2 separate regions of the Mus musculus genome follow, and region 2 is linked to region 1. A link is a contact called in public Hi-C data. All regions are on one chromosome and are shown on one strand. Each heading gives the region's core, a stretch centred on a gene start, on an enhancer-like site or on the middle of the called end of the contact. The rest is flanking DNA. Distances are from core to core; before and after follow the strand shown. Region 1 overlaps Tenm4 (teneurin transmembrane protein 4). Region 2 overlaps Tenm4 (teneurin transmembrane protein 4).

The links. Hi-C and Micro-C count contacts between places; a contact is called where the count stands out from the background.
Region 2: a contact with region 1 is called in a Hi-C map of the N1E-115 cell line, with 3 times the contacts expected there. The contact joins two enhancer-like sites. A contact is called at or near these places in 3 of 39 promoter capture datasets (the HPC-7 cell line, embryonic stem cells and stem cell-derived epiblast-like cells), 5 of 484 Hi-C or Micro-C datasets (the N1E-115 cell line, Sertoli cells and uterus) and 2 of 9 other capture datasets (adipose tissue and pancreatic islet).

The regions. Positions count from the first base shown.
Region 1 is chr7:96,631,285-96,637,402 of GRCm38.p6, reverse strand. The region is part of intron 6 of Tenm4 (teneurin transmembrane protein 4); the gene reads right to left. Among named protein-coding and RNA genes, the nearest start is that of Gm15413, 170 kb to the left of the region's middle. Within about 2 kb of position 4,197, at least 6 of the 459 cell types and tissues checked have an H3K27ac peak or open chromatin away from gene starts, as enhancers often do. A contact at or near this core is called in the N1E-115 cell line, where this site is marked.
Region 2 is chr7:96,771,792-96,778,271 of GRCm38.p6, reverse strand. It overlaps Tenm4 (teneurin transmembrane protein 4), which reads right to left. Exons shown (of 33, transcript NM_001310762.1): 14 at 6,167-6,268; 15 at 4,103-4,297; 16 at 253-453. Among named protein-coding and RNA genes, the nearest start is that of Gm15413, 27 kb to the left of the region's middle. Within about 2 kb of position 2,876, at least 23 of the 459 cell types and tissues checked have an H3K27ac peak or open chromatin away from gene starts, as enhancers often do. A contact at or near this core is called in the N1E-115 cell line, where this site is marked.

The DNA.
Region 1 (6,118 bases), core at 2,948-5,447:
CCCTCCCCTCCCCTCCCCTCCCCTTCCCTCCCCTCCCCTTCCCTCCCCCCTCCCCTCCCCCCTCCTCCCCTTCCCTCCCCCCTCCCCTCCCCCCTCCCCCTCCCCTCCCCCCTCCCCCTCCCCTCCCCTCCCCTCCCCTCCCCTTCCCTCCCCTCCCCTCCCCTCCCCTCTCCTCTTCTTGTTTGGTTTCTGTGTCTGACTGTTCTGTTCTGTGTCTTAATTCATAGCCTACACTTGCCGGAGATTCGCTATGCAACACAGACCAGTTTCAGACTCAAACTCTGGTAATCCTCCTGTTTCAGCCTTGCCAGGATTCAGGCATGAGCCACAGTGCCTGATTCCTTCATTGCCCATTCTTTTCAAGGAACAAATTCAATGGGGAGGTCCCAAGGCCTGACACTATTACTGAGGCTATGGCACGCTCACGAAAAAGGGATCTATCATGACTGCCGTCTGAAAGACCCAACAAGCAGCTGAAAGAGTCAGATGCAGATATTTTGCATCCAACCAATGTACAGAAGCAGCTGTCCCCTGTTGTTGAATTAGGGAAGGCTGAAAGAAGCTGAGGAGAAGGGCAATTCTGTAGGAGGACCAGCAGTCTTAATTAACCTGGACTCCTGATATCTTTCAAACACTGGACCACCAAACAGACAGTATATACCAGCTGATATGAGGCCCCCAACACGCAAGGACTTCCGGGTCTGTGTTCATTCAGAGATGATTCACCTAACCCTCAAGAGACTAGAGACCCCTGGAGTTTAGAAATCAGGTGGGATTGGGGGTGGGGGCATCCATGTGGAGACAGGGGGTGGGGCGGAGGCATGGGACGTGGAGCAGTCAGAGGGTAGATGGGGAAGGGGTGGGGAATGGAATATGGAGTTTAAAAAATGAATTACAAATAAAATTAAATTAAAGAACAACAGCAAAAAAAACCCAGCAAATAGTAAAAGTTATTTTAAAGGGAAGACAACACACACAAAGATATCCAACTCAGGAACCAGTTCTTGACCAAGAGCCCTGCTGGAAAAAGTCAGGTAAGAGGAACTCCCTCCCTGTAAGTCCCAAGCTCAGTGAGCAGGGCAAGCCCTGGTTCTCAGGCTCCAGCCCAGCAGCTCCTGCTCTGTCAACCCCCAACCCCCACCCCCTCAGTTTGTTTTCAGAAGCAGGTCCTGGTCATCTGTCTCTGTGACTTATGCTGGGAAAATGGTCTTTGGAAACAAGACACAGTAAATTACTCAGGTTCAGGGCATCTGATCTCCTCCTCCGCCTCACGAGTGTCTTAGGGAGTTTGGTTTTGTTTTCCTTCACTCATGAAGAACAGAGCTCTGCTTTCGTGGGCTTGCCAAGGAGGACCCCCCTCCTCCACACAGAGGAGATGATAGCCGTAAGGTTTGCCCGATCTTCACATGGGGACTGACTCTCTCCAGTTAGTATGCTGTGTGGCAGAGCAGTATTTGAGGAAGACATTCATTTTACACAATCTCCATTTTATTGGAGAAATAATTCACGTGCCCTACAAGCCACCTGTTTCAAGGACACCACTCAGTGGGACTGAACATATCCACCGAACAGTGGGACTATTACTACACAATATATCTGAGAGTGTTTGCTTTGCCCACAAACATCATAGGTACCTGCAGGCACTCCTCGTGGTTCTTCCAGACCCTGTTGCTTGGGGCAATCACAGATCTGTTCTCCGTCCTTACAGTTTTGCCTATTCAAGAATTTTCAAGGAAATGAAATCATATATTCTGGGTTCTTTTGTGACTGGCTTCTTTCACTGAACATGTCTTTAAATTTTACCCACATCTCCCTATGTTGCCAGTTAGCACTACAGTGGATGGATATGTGAGATTTTGATCATCCACATATCAAACCTCACTTGTTTCCCTTCTTGGCTATTATTGCTGGCTGCTAAAGTCTTGCACATGGGGTTTTGCATGGGAAGTGTGTTTTCACTTCTGTTGGGTATAAATGTAGGTGTGGAATTGCTGGATTGGATGTTATCTTAGTTAGCTTTGTCAACTTGGCACAGTCTAGAGTCACTTGAGAAGAGACTGAGGAATTGCTCAGATCAGAGCAACCTATGGGCATGTTGAGGATGGTATTGATTGTTAGTATACAGGGTACCAGCCCACTGTGGGTGGCACCATTCCTTGGCCAGGTAGTCCTAGGCTATATGAGAAAGCTAGCAGAGCATGAATGTGAACAAGCATCATTTCTCTATGGTTTCTGCTATACTTTGCTGGTTCTTGAGTTCCCTGGTTAGAGGCAATTCATTGGAATAACAAACAGGCATGGCTTCCTTGATAGATTGTAACTGGTAGGTTAAAATAAACCTTTTCCCCCAAAGTTGTTTTTGTCAGAGTAATTTATCTCAGCAACAGACAGATGGCAGCTCCATGTTTAACCTTTTAAGGAAGTATCAGGTGATGTTCCAAAGTGGCAGCATCAGGTTACATTCCCACTAACAGCTGACTTCCCTACATCCTCGCCAACACTTGTTATTACCTACCTTTCTGAATACATCCACTCTGGTGTGTTTTATTGGCACCTTACCTACAGTAAAACTGATCTGCTTTCATGTGCTTACTGACTACTTGGGTCTCTATCTTCTTTGGAGAAATTTCTCTTTGGTTTCTCCTTGGTTTCTTTTCCTGTTTTAAGTTGAGTTGTTTGATTTTTCTTTTAAGTTTATTTTTATTTTTATAAAACTCAGTTGCAACGCTGAAATTTTTCTCAAATGACTTATTTTGTGCCTACTTGGCCAGGCACTGTTCTGAGAATTACAGGCAAAGAAGGGCAGATCCCTGCCTTCTGAAAAGTTGCATTCTAGTGGAAAAGACAATCAATGAGAAAATATCTATATGGAAGACAATCAAGTGTGAATGTGGGGGTAAGTAAAACGAAGAGACATTAAATGAGTACAGAGTCAGGTGTGATATGGTGGCTGTGTTGTTTCTGCAGTGTGGTAAAGAGTAGTCTCCCTGAGGAGGTGCCAGTAAAAGTAACTGAAATATGAGCCATTCAATATCTGGAGATTGCCTCTGCTTCAGGCAGCAAACTTAGCAATGACAAAATCCTTATAGCAGGACCATGGTCGTTTGAGGCACAGCAAAGAAACTAACTGGGCTAGATGAATGGAATTAATATGGAGAAGACTACAGATGAGTCTGGAGGTCTTTCCAGCGGCCAGGTTATAGATGGATAAATTCTGCAAAGGAAGGTCACCAGGTACATGTGTCTTATGAGTCATGTCCTCCCAGGACAGGGATGGATCTTATTCATTGCATGTGCCCACAGCCAACACAGTGATTCCACACGTAGTTGGAGTCTGTTACATGCTGGGATGGATCCCATTGAGTGTTAGAGTATATCATAACTCCCTAAGCTCCTAATCACAAAAGCTGTGAGATGTGATAGTGTTACAGTTTACACACAAGCATCTCATTTGTCGTCGCCTCTGATCTAACTCCATCCTTCTCCTTCTATGGGTAGGGGAAATGAGGACGGGTGATGTGGTTTGTGCGATGACACGTGATTCCAACTGTTAAGGAGCTAAATGAGACTCTAGCCTAGGGGAGTTGAGTAAGCTCGAGACCTGGAACTCAGACTTCCAGCAGGTTGCTTCATCTTTTAAAAACTCAGGATGTCAATTTGGTTCTACTCAAAATGGGTCTCATGAAAAAGAAATGAACACAAATATATTCATCATGTTCTCTCTCTCTCCCTCTCTCTCTCTCTTCTTCCCTCCCTCTCTCCTCTCCCTTCTTGCCTCTCATATCCATTTCCTGGCCAACCACAGTCAAACCCCAAGGCAGTTCTGTGGGGGCCTTGAATGGGACTGCAAACACAGCCTAAAACCAGCCCTCATTCTGGAGGGACTCAGACCTCCAGGATGCAGGAGACAGAGATGCATCACATTACAGGAGAGAGGCAGGGATGCAGAGGAAGAGAAGATTGGTGAGGGAGGTACTGATGGGCAGGGTGACTGGCAACTGCTCTAAGTTTCAAGTCCCAACTGAGGCTTCTCACGGACTTTTGCAGCCTTTCCTAGAGGAGTATAAGATCCTTTATCTAGGCCCCTGGAGGCTAGGATTGTGATAGGGCAGCAGGCTACTTTCCATGGAATGTGGGAGAGGAAGATGCAAGGCCATCTGTATTATTTCTCTCTGTCAAACTATGCTGGCAAATGTGACCAAAGAGCCACTGAAATTGATGGTGAGCCTCAAACAATCTGGCTACAGAGAGAGCTCTGCTCTATCAGGGAGGCTGGGGCAGCTTAACTTCTACTCTGAGATGTGATTAAGAAAGCACTTCCAAACAGCTGCTCAACATCATTTATTACTTCCTGGGGCTGTGTCTCCAGATATTTGCCTTCTCCCACTCCATTTACACAGCTGCAACATCCTAGGCCTCATAAGCGAGGAAGAGCATAACCCGATTGCCAGGCCCGCTACTCAGATGTGGGGGATCTAGGGCCTAGAGGGAAGAGGCAAGAGATATGGAAGCCCTGGGGGCAAAGAGCTAGCTGCTGGAGGGTAGAGTGGTTACTGACAGTAATGGAGCACCTACTGTGTGTCCAGCTCTATGGAACCATTTTTAAGTGAATCATCACCTTCAGTCTGTAGACCCGCTGACAGATGTAGAATAGGATGTTTAAGCAAGATGCTCAAGGTTACTAAGATGGTGGGTGCCAGGATGGGCTGTGGACCGTTCTTTGATGGGTCCTAAGCCCACACTCTTAGGCTAGGCTGGCCAGCGAGCTCCAGAGATCTGCCTTGAAAAATCAAGAGAAACACTTAGGGGCAGAGTAGACAGGTTGCTCAGTCTCGTTTCCCAGTGACTTTGTCTCATCCAGGGTAGCCCCAGAGGGAGGTTTTCAAAAGGAATCCTTGATCAGGTTTTAAGGAAGAACGTGATGGAGAAACAGACTTACTTTTTACTCTCAACTGCATCGTGTAGGGAAAGGAGCTTTTGTGTGAGAAGGACATTTACCACAGGCCTCTGGTGCATGGAACATTCTTTTGAGCTTTTTAGGTGTGCTTTGCCACAGTGTTCGCAAAAGCCGTTAGTCCCTATTGAACCAATACTATTCAAATCTGAAAATCAAGAAATAGGCGGGGCCAGGGCATCCTTCCTCAGCTGCTGTGGTGAACAAAGGCAACTTAGGATAGGCAGGATTTATTTTCATTCATAGTTTGAAGATGGAGCCCACCACAGTGGGGAAGACAGGGCAGCTGGAACTTGAGGCAGCAGGCTGCATTGTATCTACCCAGCTGGGAAGCAGGGAGGTGTGTGCTGGTACCCAGCCCTGGACCTCAGCTCACAGACTCCGATGGTGTTCACATTCAGGGTGTGTCTTCCAACAGCAATGAATTCAACTACAAATTCCCTCACAGACACACCCAGAGATTTGTCTCCTAGGTGATTCTTGGTCCTGCCAAGTTGACTGTCAACATTAACCACCACAACCTGCCTCCGAAGCCTGTGAGGGACTCCCGCCTGACTTCTTAGCTAAATGTTTGGCATTCCTTGACTTCCAACATGGCTATAGCATCTCACTTTACTGTCTGCCAGAGGATGCTCTCCATGTGTGTCTCTGTCTTCACATGGCATTCTCTCTATAAGGTTACTGGTCCTATTGAATTAGGGTCCCACCCTATTCAGGATGACCTCATCTTAGCTAACAGCTATTACAGTGACCAGATTCATATGCTGAGCTACTGGAGGCTAGAATTGCATCCTATCTAGTTTTGCGAAGCTGTGGAGTGATGGAGGACTCAATTTAACCTACAGTACCATTTTGTGGAGCATAGAATCTTCTTTGACTGACAAAATGGTCAAGTGACCATTATAATGGTCAAGTGATCTATAGCAACAACTCACAAATCAAATCTAGATCTTCCCACAATGCCCAAAGGGTATCTGCCTTAATGCTGCTCCTTGCCCACATAAGGTTTATTCAGCTGGTGTCCATTCACATGTAAAGGACTTCCACATACACCTCTATGAAATAAGTGTTATCCTCATCTCACTGCTGAAGAAAATGAGGGCTGGATAGGAGGAAGTCATGATGTTTGAAAAAAACACAAGGAGATAAGACTGTCTACCCAGT
Region 2 (6,480 bases), core at 1,627-4,126, 140 kb before region 1:
GCTATGCAGAAATGCCCAGTACAACACAGTTTAGAATCCCAAGGCTGAACAAGGGGAGGGTGTAAGTTTTTAAATTATCTGCTCACCAAGAGGAAAGGCATCAAAGATTAGAATGTAAGGGCAAGGAAGAGGAAATGAGTCCACAGCAGGAGGAGTTTGCAGTTAGGGCCACACCCCCACCAGTGCTGAAAGGTTAAATTGTAACAGTCGAACCCACCCTCCACCCTCGCCAACCCTTTCCCCGGTATTTACCAATGGAACAGTCGTGTCCAGTCCAGCTTGGGTCACAGTTGCAAAGTCCTGTGTCTGGGAGGAAGGTTCCGTGGCCTGAGCACTGGTCCAAGCATGTGGCCCTGGGTGTCTCGCAGTTGGTGCCTCCCCATCCCACAGAGCAGTGGCACTCGCCTCTGACACAGACACCCCTGCTGGAACATGTGGGGTCCATGCAGTCCACTGTGACAGGGAAGGAAGATGGTACAGTGAGTATTGGGACAGCAGTGTGAGACTCTTGGGAAGGACAACACTGTTAATCTGTCCACTAGGGGAGGTAACAGGTTCAGTAAAGAGTAGGATTTCAGTGAATGGTGGACCTGAGTTCCCAGTTCTCCAAGACTGTTTCGTCACCTGAAAAATGTGGCTACAAGTCCCTGCCCTTTGGCTTGTGAGGTAAACTGAGTATTAATGTCCAACAAGCATCAGCATGGCACCCAGAGCCTACCATGTTTGCAAAAACTGCAACGAGGGAGGAGGAGTCTCAGATGGGGGAACTAGGGTTCAGAAGGACACACAGATAAAATCGATCAGAAAGGATTTTCCTCTAATGCGTATGTGTGTATGCACCCAATTGTGCACATGTGTGTGAGTGAGCACATCTCTCTCTGTGTGTGTTGTATGTATATACAAGTCGACTAAGAGCAAGATGCTGGCAAGATGCTGGGTGCCTTCCTCTACTGTTTTCTGCTTTATTGTATTAAGATAGAATTCTTCATTAAATAGAAGCTCTGAGCTTTCTAACTATGAAACAGACACCGTCAAGAATCCCTACCATTCTGACTGCTACAAGGAGCCAGCAGTGACAGTGAGGGTCAGAAGAGACTATATGAACTATAGCATCAAAGAGGGTTATTTTTACATCCTCTCAGGACTTTGAGTAGTGAGGCTTATGCAAACTATGTGTTTGTCTATAATTCAAACATTCAAATGTATTAACTAATTTCATTTATAATCCAGAATATTTGACTTTTATACCCAGACCTGGAAACCTGGTCTGGGTATAAAAGAGTCACAGGCACAAAGGGGCCGAGACTTTATGAAAGAGAGCATTCTGGGATATTTGTTTTGAGGACCAGACTGTGGAGCCAGCTCTTTTGCCACCTCATTTTTAAAAGGAATTTTACTTGGCAATCTCAGTGGTAAGTGAGAAGGCCAAGGGACCAAGAGTAACTAGCTTCTAAAATCACAGTAATGACAGTAGCAAAAGTTGTCACTCATTTAGAAGCTTGTCTGTGCTACTCTTGGCTATTAAGCCTTTTATGTAGCTCTATTTAATCTATTATTTTCATTAAATAATTTTTCCAAGGCAGCACAGAAGGAATTTACATTTCATCCTCTCTCTCCTGTCTAGATTGCTTGCTATTTTCTCTTATAATCTGACTGGTTCAAAAATACATTTGCGCATATATGCTCACATAAACACATGAAGTGGTTTAAAAATAGAAGCCAAATCAAAACAGGGAAGGAAACAGGACAGTGTGGGGGATTAATAAGGCCCAACGAAGGCAAATGACTCTTCTCTTATGGTCTCCAGACACCATTTAACAACGGCTAAAGCATGACCTGCTGAAATTCAGGTAATTAAAAATAATAAAGACAACAGCAGTGATAAATTCTCATGACGGGCCTCAGATCCCGGAACCGCAGAAGGATTATTCCAGCCCATTAGACTACTGTGGCAATTCCCTTGGTTCAGAGAGCTTTCCAACTTGACAGCAAACAACTTGGCAAATCCTACGAAGAGACCTAGGAAAGCATTTCCCATCCTGTGAATGCCTGGCCCCAGCTTTGGGCTGACCCTGCTTCCGAGGAGCCCAGGGTGCCCTCAGGGTGGATCCTGTACACATCCAATGCTTGAGTGCAGCCTGGGAGGGTATCAGTTTTGGTGAAGTGTACTTGTCATTGCAGACCTGTCCTTTCATACACAGAGGGACCGGGGAACCAGCAAAGGGAACCCCATAGTCTCAGGAGAATAAAGACTAAGATGAGCTAATGAGAGGCCTTCTCTTTAAGAATCTGGTCTCCATGCTTCCAGGTGACCTGAGAAGCATAGGGAAGCTCACAGAGTTCCGTGTGACAGGGACAAGGAGCTCCTGGCACCCGGGCTAGACTTGATGAATGCCATTGGCCCTGAGCTCTGATCCTCAACTGAGGGCTGTTACCTGTGCTACAGTAGCCTTCTGCCAAGGAGGCTTTGAGTGGCCTGGGTCTGCCTCCTCCTGGGCCTGTGGGTGACAGGATAGTTCCAAGGATAAAACTCTCTTCTTCCCTCACACCGAGACAGCCTCATGAACATGGGTTATCTCCTGGGAGCTATGTGTAATGCAGGAGGTACCAGCAGGCCTGCGAGGGAGTAGGTGCTTGGGAGGTGGGCTAACTTGGTTTAGATTCTTTCTAGAAGGCATACCAGACAGTCCCCCTTTTCTCTTTCACAGAGCCAAAATTCCTTGCAGAAGCTTAGCTCATTAATGGAGGACGGTGCCCACACGGCCAGGCTGCAAACACAGGCTCCCTACTACCCCAACCCCCAAATGCTCCATGCTTCAGTGACCACACAAGCCACTAGATGCCCTTCAGGACTGGGAAGGCAGCGTAGTCTCACTTTTCACTCCAAAAGATCTGAGTCTGCACTCTCCTGCCCCTCCCCTGGTCCCCCTTCAAGCCTCCTGCCTTTGCCTTCTCTCAGGCTTTAAAAAAAATATGGAGCTATAAACTTCAGAAGGAAGAGAGAGAGAAAAAAAGTAAGCTTGTTAGCTGATGTTTTATAAACGGGAAACCCGTTAGCCGTGGAGCCCAGGGAGGAGGGGGAGGAGGAGGGAGGAAGGAGGCCCCCAAAACATTATTATAAACATGAGACTGTACAAACACGTTTTAGCAGAGAACGAGAAATAATAAAAGAGATCAGTCCCAGATGGCCCTCTTCAGAAAGGAGAACAGGAGGAGGAACACTTCATTTCAAATGGATAACGTAAATCAGAGCTCTAAACGTTACTTCTTTCTCTTTGAAAAAAAATATCCCACAGCCGTGGGCCACTGTCCAGTGTCCTTCTGTCTGGAGAATGCCACATGGACATGCTCAGGTGAAACATCCCACTGTTCTAATAGGAATCTCTCCTACTAGACCCTTCTGCGCAGGGTCTTCACCTCACGTGATTTAAGGAAAGGGAATTAAGGAAGATCCTCATGTCCTGCAGGCTGCCATCTTCCTTCAACAGCTACCGGCACCTCCAAAGCTAAGGTCTGCACCAGTACTCAGTGGCTCACTGAAGGGCTATAAGTAACAGAGACAGGAAATGCCTTTCAGACATTGATCCCGCCTGGCTTCTTACTTTAGGTCTGTTAACATTCTCTCTTTTAAGAGAAAATGGTGCTGTAAATGCAGGCTCTCTGTCACATACTAAGTGGGTTTAGAAGACTAGCCTTCCTCGGAACCTCTCTGCCCCACTGGGGAAGGAGCCTCGGTGCTGGCTGGTAGGAAATAGGAGGTGGTAGCAAGTGTATCCATTGCCCATCGGCTGCAAACGGTAAAGCCCATCCATTTCCAAACCCTGGGTGAAGGAGGCCGAAGCCTGGCTGTCCCCGAATAACGCTACTGATATAAGAGCCACAGTTATGGAGCATTTACTAGGTGTCAGCCACCGAACTAAGTGCTTGATATGGGCTATTTCGTTCAGCCCTCACAGTGGCCCCCTGGGGAAGGTAGCCTGGCTTTATGGAGGAGATGGAGCTAGGACTCAGAGCTCTGTCAGATTTCAAAGCAGGAGTCTTTGAAAGCCATTCCACAGAGCAGGTTGGCCTCTACCTTAGAGGCAGGCTGGCTGAATCTCACCTTCCTCGCAGCTCTCGCCCTTGTAGCCGGGGTTGCAGATGCAGGTGCCCATGATGCAGGTGCCATGACTGCTGCAGGCCACGTCAATACACTGGTTGGTAGGCACGTCACATTCGGCACCCTTCCAGCCACTGTGGCACAGGCACCTGCCCTTCATGTACTGGCCGTTCCCACTGCACAGCACGGGACAGGATGCTGAAGAGACAGTACCAAAAGCCTGGGTGAGTCGCTTCCCAGCACCCTGTCATGGGTGTCTCTTCTCTTCTCCCCTCCGCTCGGCTGATCACACCGGTTGATTGGTAGTGAACTCCCCTGTGTACCCATCACCCACTTCCCCTGCGATGGTTCATTGCAGCTTAAGCACCTCTGGGGTTGGAAGAGAAGGTGTGTGGCATGCGGCTGGGGGCTGGCACGGGGTGCTGCTGGCTTCTCTGGCCTCCTCTGATTCAGATGGAGCGCCCTGGCTGCCAGGAGCTTCAGAAAGGAAACTGCCATCTGTTTCTTATTATCAGTAGAAAAGATAGTATCTGGGGCTCCTGGCTGCCTGCTTTGCCTCTCCCGGCACTCTCCTGATAGCCCTCTGTTGTCACCACTCCCCCCCCACCCCCCCCACTGCATCACCACTAACTGTTGTCTTTAACCCTGGCTTCTGCTTCCCTTGTCTTCCAGGTCCCCATTCCAGCCTCTTACATCACAGCCCTCCAACAAAAAGAGCTGAGCCCAACTTAGCTCTTTGAAGTATCTTTCCATTCTGTCTCTTAGTATCAAGGTTTTGGGATCATCTCTATGAAGGGTACTATCTAAAAATAAGCTATATTGCATTGTGGTACAAGTGCTCACCTGTCTCACGGTGAATACAATAAGGCTGTTTTATACATGACTCTTAACCTGGAGTGCATGCGTCTGAGATGAGATGGTAATTCTCCTTAGAAGGAATGACTAGGCTCTCTCTGCACTTCCTTTGCTGGGCCCCACCTGGTGTCTTTTCTTTTTAGAACACTCAGCAGGCAATCGCTGTGCTTCCCAGCTTGGCAGTCTCAGGGCAAGCCTATTTCATAGTAGCTAAAGTAGGCGGAGTCTCCAGCACTACACCCTAGGAGGGATTTGTAGGATGCTATTCCCTTGGCCTTGGAAATCATTTCTGACTTTTGTTCTTGAATTCCACAAGCCTTAGACTCTGGTTCTACCCCATTTCTTCTCCACCTTTCTGAGTGGATATTCTGCCTGCCTAGCAAAGACAGCCACACTTAACCTTGCTGCCTCTATTCCAGGTATTCTAATGCTGTTTTATAACAGATGGTTTACTCTCTCAGAATGGCCTGAGAGCACCAGGCCTGGGCAGTGGGATAAGCCTAGTATCGAGCACAGGACAACTCCTAAATGGACCCAAAGCCAGAGGTTTCTGGGTAGAGAGATGGAGAAACCCAGACAAGAGGCCATTTTGGGCTTTCTCTGGGGAATATCAAATTCTCAGGACCACAGATCTCAAGATGTTTCCTTCTTCATGTTTCTAGAACAGAAATGAAGGCCCAAAGCACACAGTAGGTCTCAGGTAGCCTTCAGGTCATCTCAGAATTTGTTGCTGTCTTTAGCAGTATATATGGTGTGTGAGAAGCTATGCCAGGCCTCCAGGATCTGCTGGTGTCTTAGCTGAGATTCTGTCTGGGTTGTGTAGAAGTGGAAGGGGTTCCATATGCTTCCCATCCACAGGCCAGAGAGGAAGGGCGGAGAAGGTGCTTGACAGAGGCTGATGGTCCCTTTAAAGAGGGAATCAACTTCTCAAAGGGTCCCTCATTGCCTCCCTCAGTACCCCAGGAAGGAACACGGTCCTTCCAGTCCTGACCTGTCCATGTGTGTTACCCATAGCTGGATAACAAAGACTGACAGGACTTGGCTCTCTCTACCTGCCAAACTGCCTTTGTCAGGCCACTGAAGAATTGCTCTTGTAGTATTTCTTGGGTACATGAGGAGGCAGCGTGAGTCCTAAGTTCCTTTTGAGATGTGCACCCCAGCTAGCCATAGGGTCTGGGAAGCAGTTACCACTATGCTCATGTGAATGCTTACCTCGGCCACAGTCAGGGCCCAGAAAACCCAGGAAGCAGTGGCAGGTCCCGGAAATGCAGTCACCGTTACCATAGCAGTTGCTGGGGCAGTTATCCACTGATTCTGGAAGAGAAGAGAGGGAGAGCTGAAAGTGTAGATGGCTTCATGCTACAGAGCCCGGGGTCAAACATGCACACATACTTTTTGTTTTTTCTTTTCCTTTCCTTTCCTTTCCTTTCCTTTCCTTTCCTTTCCTTTCCTTTCCTTTCCTTTCCTTTCCCTTTCTTTCTTTCTTTCTTTCTTTCTTTCTTTCTTTCTTTCTTTCTTTCTTTCTT